Regions from separate parts of the Arachis hypogaea genome. Here region 2 is linked to region 1. A link is a contact called in public Hi-C data. All regions are on one chromosome and are shown on one strand. The core of a region is the stretch at or near the end of the contact, and the rest is flanking DNA. Distances in the headings are between cores, read along the strand shown.

The links. A called contact is a pair of places that touch in the nucleus more often than the background predicts.
Region 2: a Hi-C map of an unstated tissue shows a contact between it and region 1, with 6 times the contacts expected there. The contact joins the promoter of LOC112742013 here to the enhancer-like site in region 1. A contact is called at or near these places in 2 of 8 Hi-C or Micro-C datasets (leaf and an unstated tissue).

Annotation. Positions count from the first base shown.
Region 1 is chr14:40,214,373-40,218,449 of arahy.Tifrunner.gnm2.J5K5, forward strand. No RefSeq gene overlaps it. Among protein-coding and RNA genes, the nearest start is that of LOC114925099, 21 kb to the left of the region's middle. Within about 2 kb of position 2,404, at least 3 of the 3 cell types and tissues checked have open chromatin away from gene starts, as enhancers often do.
Region 2 is chr14:40,336,499-40,340,575 of arahy.Tifrunner.gnm2.J5K5, forward strand. LOC112742013 (auxin efflux carrier component 4) reads left to right here and starts at 2,423. Exons shown (of 6, transcript XM_025791223.3): 1 at 2,423-4,077. The coding sequence starts at 2,852.

The sequences.
Region 1 (4,077 bases), core at 1,154-3,653:
GCCGCTACCATGTAGGGGCTTAAGTTGGCGCTAAATTTGACAAATAAGTGATTTTTTAGTTAACATTTTAGATTTAGCTCCGAGTTTAATATTGTTTATTTAGTGTCTCTTATATTAAAATAACAAATAAAACATTTGATTCTTTAATAAAAAAAAATTGTAAAGAGAATAGGTTATAGTAAAGAAAAATGGTCTAAATTATTGTAAGTAGTCAGTTTTTTTATAAGCCCATGTATGAAATTGCGGTGGTCTAAAACCATCGCTTTTTTTTTTTTTTAAAAACCCTACATAGATTTGCAGCGATTTTAAAACTGGCGCAATTTTTTTTAAATCCACTGACCAAATAGTGGCGGTTTTGCAACTGCCGCAAAATCAGTTATCTAATTTGCGGCGGTTGTGCCCACCGCAAAATCAAATCACCACTCCCTAATAGGCGACGTTTGTAGAACCGCTGGAATTTTTTTTCGCGGCGGTTTAAAACCGCCGCAAATCCCTAAACAAAGCGCCGCTATTCGGCTTGAGAGGGATAGATAAAAAAAGAGGGAGGAGGGGAGAATTCTTTAATTTTAGAGGGAAAGATTTGATTTCAATTTTAATGAGAGAATGACATGTGACATATTTTTGTTATAAAATTAGTAGGGATGAGAGAAAAACTCTTTAATTTTGGAGATAAAGATTTGATTTTAATTGTAATGAGGGAGTGACATGTGGCACATTTTGGTTGTAAAATTAATATGGATGATGGAAGAACTCTTTAATTTTGGAAGAAACGATTTGATTTTAATTGTAACTAGTGTATGTTCTCGTACACTGTACGGGATAATTAATAAAAATATATAAATTTTTTTATTAAAAGAGATTAAACAAAAAATATATATAATAATTATTACTATAAATATTTTATAAAGTTATAATTAAAATTAAAGTTTAATTATTTTTAATGTTAAAAATATTGAAAATAATTAGTATTTGTCTTAACTGATTTGGATTGATTGAGTGGTCATCTCATTCGTCTACCTAAATAAGTATTAGAGTTTCGAATCCCGCCTTGTGTATGTAACAACTCATTGGCTACGGCAGACCCTTAATTTTGGAAGAAAAGATTTGATTTTAATTGTAACGAGGGAGTGATATGTGGCACATTTTTGTTGTAAAATTAGTATGGATGATGGAAGAAGTCTTTAATTTTAAAGAAAAAAATTTAATTTTAATTATAATGAGGGAGTGACATGTGGCATATTTTGATTGTAAAATTAATAAAAAAATAATAAAATTCTTTAATTTTAAAAAAAATTAATTTTAATTATAATAAAAAAATAATATATAACACCTTTTAATGATAAAATTAAATATATTTAATAAATTTATCTTAGACCTAAATTTCATTTATAAATTTATTATTAATCAATAAATTATTACTATATATACACAAAATAAAATTCAAATCTTCAACACTTGGTTGAAGGCCAACTTAACTTGGTTATCAACCATCAATTTAAACCCGCTGATATTATTAAGAACTTTAATAAATAGAGAAGCCTACATAGAATTAGTCCAGCACGTGTGGCGAACTATAATTCAAATCTTAATTACTTGATACGGACCCCATATTTAATGCCCAGTTGGCCTTGAAGAGGTTGTCTACTTGTCTCCAAATAAAAAAATATATATACACATATCTTTAAATTAAAGAAGAAAAGAAAAAACCACAATCACTTCATAAGAACTCAAAGTCTCAAACGTTGAACTCAGCCATGAAAAATCGATAACAAACATTCATGCAATAAACTTTTTTAATATCAAGAAAAATTGAGAAATCTATAATAATAAAGTTGCACTTGACTTCACCACATAACTCTACGAGAAAAGTTATTGCACAACAACAGTCACTTAATAAGTGAATTATACTCCTCTTAATATAAAAGTTATATTAGTTGTGATAGAATGTATAATTTTATTAAATATAAATGTGATGAGTACAATCTTACTACTTTATGGGTATTGATTAAAGTTTTCTAAATATTTAAAAAAAAAACTGTTTTTTATATTATTAAAAAGTAGATTTAACTAACATATATTCTAAAACATTTTATTAACACATATTAAGATTATCAAATTAAAATTTTTTTATAAAAAATATACAGAGTTCAATTTTTTATTGTACTTATTATATATTTATTAAGATAAAAAATTTAAAACTTCTACTCATTGTATTTGTAATCTTATATCGTATTTTAATCTTTACAAATTTTCGGTGGTTAGTGTTTTCTTTTTTGTTAGTTCATATCGGTTCATATTTTTATTAATATTTGTTTTTTTTGTCATAGGAGTAATGATTTGTATTCTTTTGTGGCAGTAACCTCAAGTAAAACTGGACCAACCAATATTGTTGTTCTTGATCCAAAAAATTTTTGCATAAGCCCAATAAACGATGGAAGCATTCCTTAATGGGCACGTCGGTCCACAGCACATTCCACAAAGAACATGGGATTTCTAATTTCTGGTCCCAAAGCATGAAAATTTCAATTAATTAGCAATACTAAGCCAAAATTTTCTGAAAAAAAATTTATTCAAAATAGTAATAGTACTTTTATTCGAGGTCAAATCTACTAATTAAAGTTTCATGAAAGAAAAATTACCACTTGATTAGTAATATTGATAATATCATCTAAATGCCTAAGGAACTTGAAGATTTGAATTATTAACACAACAACATTAATTATGAGCAAACTCAACAATAATCCAAAAACACTTTTTCATACCGAACTTATACATTACCTTAATGTTGCATATGCATGCTTTCCAATTATTGAGTGTATATTTTGTTTATTGAATTTGGCAATAGAGACCAGAATGTTGTGAGTTGGATTATCTTTAGAGAAAGGATTATTGGAAATTGTTCTAATAAGATGCATATATATACAATGATCCAAAGTCACAAAAAAACTAGTAACATTGCCTTACCCTACCACATTCATCGTTGGATAAGACTGACTTTCCCAACATTAATGTCCCACCCTTTCATACCACAATCACTTCCCATGAGATATGGTCCTAGTTTCTTAAATAATTATTAGTCTTTTTGCAAAGTAGCCCTTTACTTATTATTACTAGTACTTAATCATAAAGTGGGTCTCTGAAATTTTGCACCCTGCCCTATCCTTCTCAAAAAGATATATCAACCAAGAAGAAGGTATTAGAGTTTATTGGGAAAAAGGAGAGAATGATGCGACTACTCCTTATAATTAAAATAAATCTAATATATTGAATTTAAGATATATTCACTTATTTATGAGTCCTCACATCTTATTAAATATATAAGTATGTTCAAATATTGCATAGATTATTTGTTATCTAAAAAGATTTTTTTATGGTTATTATAAAGTGTCATCTAAGATGTAACAATAAAACTTATGAAATTGTTTTGTACATTAAAAGAAAATTCGTCTTTCAACACATTTTTTTTTAAAACTTGTCGAAATGTGAGTATAAAGAAGGTTCACATAAGAATTTTTTGTACAAGTTCTATTTTCTCTTTTTATTTGTTTTATTTTATTTTATTTTTTTAAAAAAATAACAAGATTCAAAATTTAGATCTTTTGATCGTAAAAGTTTTAATACTATATCATAATAATATCATTTCTTTTAAAAATTTAAATTAATAAAAAGATGACACATAAATAATTAAATTTTTAACAGAAGTCTAAAATAGATTAATAGTATCCAAAAATCTAGACCAATATATATATTAACATTATAATTTCAATCATGAAAAAAAGAGTTAGGATTTGCATTGTAAAAGGGTGGAAGGTAAAGGGGCAATGTTGGAGTGAAGTAGCTGCGAGGTGATTATTGGTGGGGTTAACATAGTTCTCGCATGCTGATTTACACACATGCCCTAACTCTACTTACTATGCAGTACTTGCTTACTTCAAAAAAGAAAAAAAAAAAAAAGGAGTGCCACTTTGAACCACTCAACCTAATAGTAGGGGACCATGCATTGTATATTGTATTGTGAATGAAAGACCTTTAACCCTTTTCTTTTTGCACTCACATTCACATGTCTCTCAACGCTTT
Region 2 (4,077 bases), core at 1,173-3,672, 120 kb after region 1:
CATCATAAAAATATTCATCTTATAATAAATATCTCAGTTTTACAATTATTAAATTAGCTTAAACCACCAATATTACAAAATTTTATAATTTTCTAATTCTTTGACTATACTTGCCACATGTTATTAATTACAATTCATTAACAAAAAAAAAATGAGAACCAAAAAATTTCAGCCTAAAATTGCCAAAAAGCTTCTCTATTTAACTTCATTTATATCACTTCAATATATTTTTCCTTTCAATATCCACCCGCCCTATCACACATTAGGTTATAATTGATTATTTAATTTTCTTATACATTAATTATAATAAAGACTAATAAAATAATATTTTTTAATTAGCATTAATATTAATTTATTTCGTTTTAAGGGACTCAACTAAACCTTCATCATTGTATAGCAATAAATCTATCTTCATTTGTTAGTACGTAATGATATTAGCAATAAATCACTTATCATGTGTTTGTATGTAATGATATTAGGTTAAAAATAATATTCTTTTCTTCTCTTTTCTGTTGTTCTTCTTCAACTCATCCTCATAATCATTTATGTCTTCTTTTTTTTAAATCAATATGATTTGTTTAACTTATTCTATTATCCAATAATGTCATTAATTGTTTATCTTATTTTGTGTTATACCATAGTTCATTTAACTTTTTTTTCGTATTACAATTTTTTTCATCGATAGCCATCCATATTGATGACATCACGTCTCTTAATAAGAATATAATCAATCTCATCTTCTACTGAATGTAGGTGAATTTGTATTATAAATATATATTATCAAATTTTATAATGTTTGATTTTAATATTTTAGAATGTTTTATGTGAATTGTGCTTTAAAAATTGTGATTTCTATTTTAAAAAATTGGATAATTATAGATATAATAAAAAAGAATATAAATGGAGGATTTTTGGATATAACAGCACAAATTTTGAGATTTGACATGTGGTATAATTAATTGAATAAATCATTATAATGAAAGAAAAAATATATCAGGCTATTGTGAAATGTGATAGCAAGCTCTTTTAGATGAGAGTGTTATTTAGAATATATTCTTTTTTATTATTGATGATGAGTTATTGTTACCTAGTACTTCTCTTATCAAAATGTAGCAATTGTAGTCACCATGATGATAAGCATACTAGAATTCACATAGTGTGTCCATATATATAAAATATTAGGTATACATAAAAAAAATTGAACTATCAAATTAATCATTATATAATTATGTATAAATAAATATTATTTCAAACATTTTTTATGTAATTTTTTGTACTTTAACTAGGAATGACAATGAAATAGATCGATAAAAACGAATTTTCATATTAACCTATTCCCGTTTACCCTATTTTATTCTATATAAACTCTGTCTCATTATTATTTATGGATATAAAATTCTATTCCTAATTCACTCAGCTAGTTACTCGCCTCATTCCTACTAATATATATATATGGTGAAAATTTAAGTGAAGTTGACATGAACTTGATATCTGAGAGTCGTTAGATAAAAATTTAGTCAAATCATTCAAATCATCTAACGGCTCTCAAATATCAACTTTACGTAAAGTCGACTGCACCTGAGTTTATATATATATATATATATATATATATATTAGGATGGATAGGAATAGATATACCTAAATTTTAATCTTGTCCTACCTCAATCCGAATAGAAACTCATTCTGTGTAAAATCTATCTAGATCAAATTGAGACGAGTGGGATACCCATTAATACGAGCTGTATTGTGAGGCCTAATTTCAACATGTATTCATTGAGTCTATTCCAAAAATCTGATATAAAATTCTCTATATCAGAAACTTTGTCCTTCAATTGAGATTCATTTAAATGGTGAAAAGATAAATAATCAAGAAGAGAAAAAATAGAGGGTTTAATTGATTTTTATATTTAAGATGAAGCAAAAGAATAATAAAAAATCTTGGTTTCACAATTTTTTATTTTCAAAATAAAAGTACGAAAAATGAACACGATAACAGATCGAACTCAAAAGTTTTCAACACCAGATTTAATACTCCGTTATTCCCCACCACACGATCCATTGCTAGCATGCAACATTTAGCTTTATGCACCTCCCATCCTGGGTTACCCTTAACTATAGCGGGCGGTTACTTCCTAACTCAACTTCTCATTGGTCCCCCACCCTAAACCCAGCCCAATATTGCTCAATGCTCATCAATAATCACTCACTTTAATTTCCAAAACAATATCATAAATTACCATCTTTTATTTCTATATAATACGTATTTTTGTATATTTTTTATATCTATTTGTATATTATTAAAAATAAATTTTTTCCTGTTTCCTTTCTTATCAATCATTTTTAGTATAACAATAAAAAAGTATATAAATAAATATTCAGAAAATAAAATATAATATTTCTTCGTTAAAAAATACGTGACTTTATTGCTTTATTTTATACGCACACATATGGCCACATCTTCTTCTACATCTTATTATCTACGTATGAGTGTAATTTGAGTGATGACTACCCCCTTTCTCTCTCTACCTGCGTCACTGCCTATATATACTCTTCCCAACCTACACCTTTATCTTTGTAAATTCACTGTCTCAGACTTCACATTCTCTCTCTAAAATTCTTTCAGCAAAATCAGCAGAGAGCACTGAGCACTGAACCAACCCCAACCCTCTTAAACCACTTACTACTAGTTAGTTATCTAACGGTTTCTTCATTTCTTTCTTTCTGTTTCAATTTTTATTCCCATTTTACCCTCCAGGCTCTCCCTAATTTCCAAGCTCATGCCATTCCACCATTAACCAAACTCGCTCTCAAAAGCTAATAAAAAAAGAAGAAAGACAAAAAGAAAGAAAAGATGATAAGCTGGAAGGACCTATACAGCGTCTTAACGGCGGTGGTTCCGCTGTACGTGGCGATGATCCTCGCGTACGGTTCCGTCCGGTGGTGGAAGATTTTCTCGCCGGACCAGTGCTCCGGGATCAACCGTTTTGTCGCGATCTTCGCCGTGCCGCTGCTTTCTTTCCACTTCATATCCTCCAACAACCCTTACGAGATGAACTTCCGGTTCATCGCCGCCGACACGCTACAGAAGGTGATGATGCTCTTCGCCTTGGCCATATGGACCAACTTCACCGCCAACGGAAGCCTCGAGTGGATGATCACCATCTTCTCCCTCTCCACATTGCCCAACACTCTTGTCATGGGGATCCCACTCCTCATCGCCATGTACGGCGACTACTCCGGCCAACTCATGGTTCAGGTGGTGGTGCTCCAGTGTATCATATGGTACACTCTCTTACTCTTTCTCTTCGAGTACCGCGGAGCCAAGCTGCTTATTATGGAGCAGTTTCCGGAAACGGCGGCTTCTATTGTGTCCTTTAAGGTCGACTCCGACGTCGTGTCGCTCGACGGTAGAGATTTTCTTGAGACCGATGCGGAGGTTGGTGATGACGGTAAGCTTCATGTTACTGTGAGGAAGTCTAACGCGTCGCGAAGATCGTTCATGATGACGCCGCGTCCGTCGAACCTAACCGGCGCTGAGATTTACAGCCTTAGCAGTTCCCGGAATCCGACGCCGCGAGGGTCCAACTTCAACCACGCCGATTTTTACTCCATGATGGGGTACCACCCGCCGAGGCATTCTAACTTTGGTGCTAATGACTTATACTCCGCTCAGTCCACTTCGCGGGGGCCTACGCCGCGTCCCTCCAACTTCGAGGAGAACATGAGCTCCCCGAGGTTCGGGTTTTACCCGGCGCAGACGGTTCCCGCTTCGTACCCAGCTCCCAATCCAGAATTCGCTGCCAGCTTGAGCAGCAAGAGCGTCAAGAATTCACAAGTGCCACCTGTGGCAGCTCCGCCTCCTCCCCCACAGGTTCAACCTCAGCCACAGCCACAGGGGCAGCAGTTGGTTCAGGCTCAACCTGGCAGCGGCGGTGCTGCTGCTGGTGCTAAAGCGAGCCATGATGCAAAGGAGCTCCACATGTTCGTGTGGAGCTCCAGCGCTTCGCCAGTTTCAGAGACCGGCGGGCTTCACGTGTTTGGCAGCGCGGATTTTGGAGCGTCCGATCAGTCTGGTCG